Regions from separate parts of the Sus scrofa genome. Here regions 1 and 2 are each linked to region 3. A link is a contact called in public Hi-C and promoter capture Hi-C data. All regions are on one chromosome and are shown on one strand. Each heading gives the region's core, a stretch centred on a gene start, on an enhancer-like site or on the middle of the called end of the contact. The rest is flanking DNA. Distances are from core to core; before and after follow the strand shown. Region 1 holds the start of LOC110261034 (myeloid cell surface antigen CD33-like). Region 2 holds the start of PRPF31 (U4/U6 small nuclear ribonucleoprotein Prp31). Region 3 holds the start of ZNF331 (zinc finger protein 331).

What was found. Promoter capture Hi-C pulls out the DNA fragments that hold promoters and counts their contacts. A called contact is a pair of places that touch in the nucleus more often than the background predicts.
Region 1: a contact with region 3 is called in a Hi-C map of liver, with 10 times the contacts expected there. The contact joins the promoter of LOC110261034 here to the promoter of ZNF331 in region 3. A contact is called at or near these places in 1 of 5 promoter capture datasets (liver) and 3 of 47 Hi-C or Micro-C datasets (heart right ventricle and liver).
Region 2: a contact with region 3 is called in a promoter capture Hi-C map of liver, with 5 times the contacts expected there. The contact joins the promoter of PRPF31 here to the promoter of ZNF331 in region 3. A contact is called at or near these places in 1 of 5 promoter capture datasets (liver) and 3 of 47 Hi-C or Micro-C datasets (heart right ventricle and liver).

Annotation. Positions count from the first base shown.
Region 1 is chr6:55,744,548-55,747,247 of Sscrofa11.1, reverse strand. It overlaps LOC110261034 (myeloid cell surface antigen CD33-like), which reads right to left and starts at 1,384. Exons shown (of 6, transcript XM_021094852.1): 1 at 299-1,384. The coding sequence starts at 323. It overlaps CTU1 (cytoplasmic tRNA 2-thiolation protein 1), which reads left to right and starts at 1,505. Exons shown (of 4, transcript XM_021094859.1): 1 at 1,505-1,678.
Region 2 is chr6:56,010,106-56,012,805 of Sscrofa11.1, reverse strand. PRPF31 (U4/U6 small nuclear ribonucleoprotein Prp31) reads left to right here and starts at 1,299. Exons shown (of 14, transcript XM_003127413.5): 1 at 1,299-1,424. TFPT (TCF3 fusion partner) reads right to left here and starts at 1,310. Exons shown (of 6, transcript XM_021094886.1): 1 at 849-1,310; 2 at 43-301. The coding sequence starts at 871.
Region 3 is chr6:56,610,049-56,612,748 of Sscrofa11.1, reverse strand. ZNF331 (zinc finger protein 331) reads left to right here and starts at 1,302. Exons shown (of 5, transcript XM_021097273.1): 1 at 1,302-1,485.

The DNA.
Region 1 (2,700 bases), core at 135-2,634, 870 kb after region 3:
CCCTGTTTATGGCCATACACGTGGCATACGGAAGTTCCTTGTCGGATCCCCAACCCACTGAGCAAGGCCAGGATTCGAACCTGTATCTTCAGGGAGACCATGTTGGGTTCTTGACCCGCTGAGACACAATGGGAACTTTTTTTTTTTTTTTGGCTATGCCCAATATATGTGGAAATTCCAAGGCTGAGGATGGAACTTGTGCCATATCTGACAATGCCAGATCCTTAACCCACTGAGGCACCAGGGATTTCCCAGGAAGTTTATATTAATTTTAGAGGTAAGAAATGTCAACACTTACCGTGAGGTGAGAGAGGAAATTTCATTCATTCACCAGTCGTCTACACTGTGCCTTCAGGTTTCTAGTAAAGATCCAGCCCTTGTCTCTGAGGAAAGTAACATCCGGTTGGAAGGCAGGTTACCTGGCAATCCAATGCCATAGCGAAAGTGCCTGTGATGAGGGCAGCAAAGGCCAGGGATGGGTGGAGTTCTAGCTCTTCTGGACTGGAAAGGGAGTTCTCAGAGAGGTACAGGCCAAGTAAGGGCTCTCAGGCAGTCACAAGGGATGTGAGTTCTGCAGATAATCTTGGGCTCGCAGGTGTTACGTTCTCACTTTACCACTGTGCTGGGAATCCTCCACCAGCTACCAAGTTCTGTGATCTGTTTGTGACCAACCCCACCTCTACCCCAGCAGGGATGGGGCCTCTGCCCAGGACGTGCTCTGGCTCCTGGGTTGGAAAGGGAGGAGGGGTGTGTGCTGTCCGCGGTGCTGATTCAGAGTTAAGCGCTGACTGCATCTCTGGCGGGGGGCAGGGCAGGGGGGGCTGATCACAAAGAACAGAGACCCTATGTCTGGATCCAAGAGGTTCAATATGACAGATGTGCTGGTTGGTGAGAGCTGCCTCTCGAGTCCCCGGTCTCTTGGCTCCTTTAGTTCAAGGGTCTGAGTTTCTGAAACTCTGAGTCTCTATGACACTGGGCGTGGGGACTGGTGGGTTTCAGGAATCTGAGTCTTTGGAACACTCTTCAGAAGACGGAGTGTCGACGGCTGACGCACGCGCAGAGGCCTCGGCTCTCAAACACACTGCTCCCTCTCCCCAGCCGACACGCTCAGGCGCACCATGAACCAGTCCTGCAGGGCACGCGTGCATCCAGGGCGAACCGCTCCTCTCAGAATCTCTGTACTGCGCATGTCCCATCTCCTCTTTTTACACACGCGACCAAACCTTCGGTTCCCACCGAAACCCCATCGCAGAGGGTAAAAACATTATGCTCTATAATCCCTATAAAAGCCTAGCTACAAAAATATATAATTTTAACACAGTCACTTCGCCTTTTAAGCGTCCAGCACGGTGAGAGAGCACTACCACAGCAAAATAACGCATGCGCTACGGCCTTTGCCCCCTGCGCAGGCGCAGAAAAGAAAGAGGGCGGTGCATGCGGCAGTGCATTTTGGGAGCGGTAGGCAGAGTGAAAAATGGGGCCACAAAGGTTGCTGGGAGTTGTAAGCCAAGAGGACCTGGTAACCATAAGTGCCTCAGGAGCCGTTGCATGGGATTCTGGGAGCCGTAGGCAAGGCAGCCTCCAAGGTCTTTTGGGAGTTGTAGTCTCCGGATCCACTTCCGTGCCGGAGTTCCGCGTGTCAGACGGTTTGGACGATCCACCCCCGAGTTCTCCTCAGGTGAGTATTCCCCCGCCTCGAGTTGGTCCGCCCGTGAGCGCCCGCTCTTTGTTGCGGTGTCGTCTGAGGGTTGAAGGTCTCTGTGGGAGTGATGACACTCGCCTCAGTTTTCCCAGCGCCTGTTATCCCAGAGGCCTTCTGGCCACCATCCCCCTTCGGACCCTGCGGCCTGGCCTGTCTCTGGCCCGCACCCTCCCTCCCCCCCTCAGGTTGAGTTTCGACCATTTCCCTGCCCCTGACTCTAGCTGGGTACGTCCGCATTGCCCCTACTCTGTCCTGATAGAATGATGTTACATCCCATGGGTCCTTCTGACAAGGCTGCAATCCGGAGGCATCCCTGAGGCCTGGGCCCCGTTTTCCGGGGGCATTTATCATTCCCTCATCCCTCAGAACTTTACTGAGCACCCATCCTGTGCCAAGTCCACCTCGAGGCAGGGGAGGTCAGTGGTGGAGGAAGCAGACCCTGTCCCTGCGTTTATTGGGCTTGTTGCAGGACTTACGCACAGGGAGACAGGACACCGAGACCTTTTTGCCAGGCAACAGCATATATTCGTGCCCGCACTGGCTTAGCAGGTTCATATCCAAAGGCTGAGCCTCCAACACAGTGGGGCGTGGTCTTACATATCCTCCGTTATTATGATTATTTTTTTCCCTGCTTTGGTCTCTTTGTCCCCCTTATAAGGTAACATACATTCTGTAATTTCTGAGTGGACAGTTATAGATCCATGGATTCAGGTTATGGCACCTTGTTACAGAATCGTGCATGTGCACACAGGTGCTGATGTCACATGTTGCCTTCCCTTTGTTCTCCGAGGGGACTGGGAGGGCCTTCCCCCCTCCCCCCTCCAGGCTCACAGTACAGTACACACCTGTCACCATGAAGGGTAGAGTCGAGATCCAGTGCAGATGGAGGCATACAAGGGGCTCTGCTAGCCCAGAGGGGGCTCCTGACCCAGCCTGGGGTTGATCAAGTCTTCAAAGGGAAGATGCTTAACAGGCACATCAAACCTGACCTGTCCAGA
Region 2 (2,700 bases), core at 50-2,549, 600 kb after region 3:
AGGCCAGGGGACCTCAAAACGGGGGAATCCACACTCACCTACCTGCTCGATCTCCCGGCAGCGCCGACCTAGTGCCTGATACTTCCTGCGATTTAGTTCCCGCTGGCGGCGCCGGCGGCCCCGCGCTGCCTCTTCCTCTTCATCTCGCTCCCGGAGCCCGGAGCCGCCCAGACCCCCAGACACAAACTCCACTTCTGTTTCAAGCTCGCTCTCCAGGATGTGACCACCGAACAGCGGAGGCAGCGCCAACTCTGAGCCTGGCGGCGCCGAGAACTCTTCAAAGCCCACGGCTGCCATGGTCCTGTAGGGTCAGGGGACTCAGGATCCCTGAACCTCCGCACCTAGTCCCTCCTCCCTCAGACCAGGTGCCAAGCCGCCAGCCCCCTCCTCCCTCAGACGCAGAAGTCCGGAGCCCCCAGCCCCCTCTTCCCAGGATCCACAAGAGTTTGAGCCCCAACCATTTCTTCCCCGGATCTAGGCGTCCAGGCTGCTAGATTCTCCTTCCTCAGGCCCTGGCCCCCAGCACACCCTTCCCAGGATCCAGGAATCTAGACCTCCAGACTCTTCCTCCTCGAGTATCACCGGGGCTTCCAGCCCCCCATCCCTCACTCAAATCCAGGAGTCCCGGCCCCCAACCTCGTCGTCTCTCCTATCAGGAGTCTAAACCCGTAGCTTCCCCACCCTCCACCCCCAACCCAGGAGGCTGGAATACGGACCCCAGTCCCTAAAAGAGTTCTAAGCTAAAGTGCTGCAGGAACTGCAATCCCCGTCAGTCCTCAACGCAGAAGACTGCCATTACGCAGCCGCAAGGTTTTTTGGGATTCGTAGTTTCCCCCAAAGCCACTCACCCCTCTCTCTGCTCCAGCTCCATCTCTCTCCGGCTCCGAGCGCCTCAGGCCTCAGGAGGTCCAATCTCAAACCGCTAGGTTAAATCGTTGGCAAAACTACCGGTCCCATCAGGCTTCACGGCCACCACATCCGGGACTTCGCCGCTACGCCTACTGGGAGCTGTAGTTTCCGATCTCCGGCTCCGCTCCCCAAACCGTCCAACCCCACGCCGACTCCCGGCATAAAGGCCTTGCTTTCTCGTCGAACGTCTCCACCAGTCGCCTGAGTTGCCGTCGCCTTTATTCTTGTCTTGACACCCTGTGGTCAGACTACGGCGATTCTCCGCTGATCAGACTCAGTTCACAGAGGGCCACGAGCCAAACAAGCCCCCTCTACCGCCTGCTCACCCATTCTCTGCCTAGCGGGAAGTGTTAATAAAGTTGTTGTTCCAAACGCGGCCGGGAACGACGCGGGGCGTGGGCCAATCAGAGCGCAGCTTTGCCTCGACGACGGCGCAAGGGTAAGACGTCATCAGTGAGCGTCGACCGCTGTTGGAACGCCTATTTCCTAGGAACGGTTCTGCGAGGGGGAAAGAGGTGAGTGTGATGGGGACGAGAGGAGGGCGGGAGGTCGGATTCCTGGGTCTAGAGGAGGAAGTGTGAAAGTGTCGACCGACTACCCAGAGGCTTCATATGCTCCTACAGTGTTACGGCTTTGGGGCCAAAAAAAATTTCTCAGCGCCCTTAGCGCTTTCCATGGTGCCTGGGGAGACAGGATTAAACAAGTCATTACTTAAAAAATCACCAACGTGTGAAGCGCCTTAGGGTCCACACAGGGCGCATGGGATGTGTTTCACCAAGCAACCTAGGCACTCTGGAGTGGGGTGCAGAATGTAGAATGAGAACCGAAGGATGAGGAAGGTGTTGAGCCGGTTAAAGTGAGGGGAAGAAGTTGGTGAAAGAAAAAATGTGAGAAGGACTAGTGGTGGGGGCTGCGGCTGGAGAGGTTGGCTGGAATCCAGCGAGGATGTGGTACCTGCTACGTGCCAGGTGCTGCGCTGGGCAGTGGGAGTAGCGCGCAATGAAGAGTACGGACTTAGTGCCTAGTTTCATTGAAATTTTCGCTTGATGGGGAAGATGGATATTAAACAAAATGTTAGACATTTAGAGCCTCTTAAGTGTTGAAGCCAACAAAGAGTTCATAAGATGTATAACAACAGCGGGTTAGGCTCTAGTCTTGGTGTCGGAGAAGATCCACGCTGCAGGAAATAGCATCTGTGTCCCTACTTTAGGGATGAAAAAGTTATATATTCAGAGACTCAGAGAGAGGAGACCATATTGAGGTGGGTTAAAGGATTACATAAAATTGCTCATTCACTTATTTACTGAATCTTTCTTCCTTTCTCCTTCCCTCCTTTCTTTTCTTTCTTTCTTTCTTTCTTTTGGCTGTACCGGTGACATAAGGAAGTTCGAGGCCAAGGATCAATCTGAGCCACGCAGTTGTGGCAACGCTGGTTACTTAACCTACTGCAACCAGAGGGAACTCCCTGCCGATTATTTCCTGAATACCTAGTATATGGTAGATATTCTGCTAGTTGGTGGAGATACAGAGATGAACAGACAGATACGGTCCCTAGTTTTGCTTAGTTTAGTGAGGAAACAGAGGATAAGAAGAGATACTTGTGGAGTTCCCATCGTGGCTCAGTGGAAAGGAATCTGACTAGCATTCATGAGGATGCAGGTTCGCTCCCTGGCCTCACTCAGTGGGTTAAGGATCCGGCATTGCCAGGAGCTGTAGTGTAGGTCGTAGATGCAGTTTGGATCTGGCGTTGCTTCGGCTGTGGTGTAGGCTGGCAGCTGTAGCTCCGATTCC
Region 3 (2,700 bases), core at 53-2,552:
CACATCACAGGAACCTTAGAAAATACATGAATACTACTGACTCACAGTAGACAGACTTAAACTAAACTTTATAAACAGTATAAAGCGGCATAGTATACGAAAAGAGAACACTTACAGAAAGATTTCATGGCCCTCCTTATCAAAAACAATGCCTGCATCATTACTTAAGGAAACCAGGTATGTCACCCCAAAACATGCTTCTTTGACATAAAAATTACTTTGAGGGAGTTCCGGTTGTTGCTCAGCAGTAAAGAACCCAAATGGTCTCCATGAGGACTCCAGTTTGATCCCCTGCCTTTTTCAGTGGGTTAAGGATCCAGGGTTGCCATGAGCTGTGGTGTGGGTCGCAGATTCTACGTTTCTACGTTGCTATAGCTGTGACTTAGGCAGCTTCAGCTCCATTTCTACCCCTAGCCTAGGAACTTACATATGATATGGGTGCGGCCCTAAAAAGAAAAAAATAATTAAACCTTCTTTAAAAGCAGTAAACACACAAAAGAGCCCCTTCTCTGTCAAAAGGCAGAAAGTAAATTCTTTAAATGACGATAGACTGGGAGTTCCCATGTTGGCACAGCAGAAATGAATCCAACTAGGAACCATGAGGTTGTGGGTTCGATCCCTGGCCTCCCTCAGTGGGTTAAGGATCTGGTGTTGCCCTGAGCTGTGGTGTAGGTCAGCGGCAACAGCTCCAATTAGACCCCCCTCCATATGCCACGGGTGTGGCCCTAAAAATTAATTAATTAATTAATAATAAATGTAGACAGATGGCATCAGAGGACTCTCAAACAAACCTCATTACATGAAGATAAGAGTTATCAGGCCGTAATAGGTCTATCACTAGCCCGGAGCACTGTCAATACTTCACAATTCATCGTTTCTTTGTCTCAAAGGTATAAAAGCTTCCTGCTGTGGACATATCTTCAGGTTTTCATCCTCTTCTGAAAGCCCCCATGTACATGAAAGAACGTAATAAAATTTGTATGCTTTTCTCGCATTAAAAGAAGAAAAGGAGAAAAGAAATCCGAAGAGCTGGCAAAGCTCCCAGCATTTTGAAATTCCGCGGCTCTGAAACGCATTCCCTCCAAGTCTGGAGGTACAGCGCTCCTTTAGGGGTAGGGGAGACGCCTTCTGAAGGCCTTGTCTAGCGCCCCCGAGATGCGAACTACATTTCCCAGAAACCTCTGAGGCACAGCTCCACTCCTGCCTCTTGAGGGGTTGCATGCTGGGTAAGCGAGCCATTGAGTGTTCAGCTCCGCGGATCTCTGGGTTTCTAGACTACATGTCCCAGAAGGCTCTGGAGCACCGCCCCCAGTAGAAACTCGCCCAGTTGCATGCCGGAAGATGCGCTTTCTGCGCGAAGATTTTTTTTTTTTTTTTCTTTCTTTTTTTTTTTTTAAAGCTCTGGTTTCCTGGTGACGGTGTCTGGAGATAACCTCAACGCTCGCGCTCGCTCCGGACGCCCTGTTGGTTGTTAGGCCCCAAGCGGTGAGTTAGTAGCATCCCAGGAGGACACCAGCACGGAACGCGGCGGGCGACTGCGGTGAAAGAGAGGCGGAGAGGCCCGAAACAGAGCCTCGGCCTCTGGCTCCCGGGAGCGGCTGCGGAGGAAGTGCGAGTGTGTGTGTGTGTGTGTGTGTGTGTGTGTGTGTGTGTGTGTGTGTGCGCGCGCGCGCGGATCGGGCTCAGCCGTGTGCATAGAGCGAGACGCGCGCGTGAGCGTCGGCGAGGGAGACAGGCCGGGTACCTGTACTGGTGACGCACTTGCGCGTGAGTGTGGGCGGGGGGCGGGGGGCGCGACTCGGCGCCATCCCCGTGGCTGTGCGTCGCGTGGGCATCTGGAAGGGGGACGCGGCTAGGCTGTGACGGGCTGTGACTCGGCCACTCTGCTCTGCGTGAGTTACATGCGCGTGGGCCCTGCGTGGGTGGCGGGGCCCAGATGTGTCTCGGCGGCTGAGATGAGCCTTTGCACTTAAGTGGGATTGGCAGAGACACACACCATGTCTCTGGCGTGGGCGTCAGTTCTTGTGACAGAGTCAAGGGGTGTCTCATGGTGGTTTGTGCCATCGCTTGGCTGTGACAGGTGCAGGATTGTGTTTGGATGTGTGGCCGCGGATTGAGTGAGCACGGTTGTGTGTGACAGTGTAACCTGTAGCTCTCATGTTTCTGCTGCTCCCTCTCCCTTCACGTTCCAACCTTCTGGTCCTTGTTTGGGGACAGTGGCCCCGAATACAAGTCAAAGCCTGAACCCTGTGATGAAAATGACAAGAATGGCACAGACATAGTCGTGAGATGGCAATCTCAGAGCCATAGGTGCTCGCCATCTCAAATTCAGGTTACCTGAGTGACAGGGTGAAAAAGCCTCGGGAAGAAGATCCCCTTTTCGGATGGGAGAGGACCCTGACCAGGTAGCTGGGGGTAGAAGACAGCTACATATTTCAGAACTCCAATTATTAGAGCCTAGTCACCAGGGATCTCCGAAATTCTGAGATCTCAGTGCCCTCTTATTTCTGATTGGTTTAAGATAAGACGTGGGAACAGGTGGGGCATTGGAGGATATTTTCTGATGTAGTCTGTGCTCCAGAAAAGCCCTAGTGTCTGATTCTATCCTCTTTTAACCCCATGCCAGCTGTCTCCAGAAAAATCATCCTGGGAGTTCCTGTTGTGGCTCAGTGGAAACTAATCTGACTAGGATCCATTAGG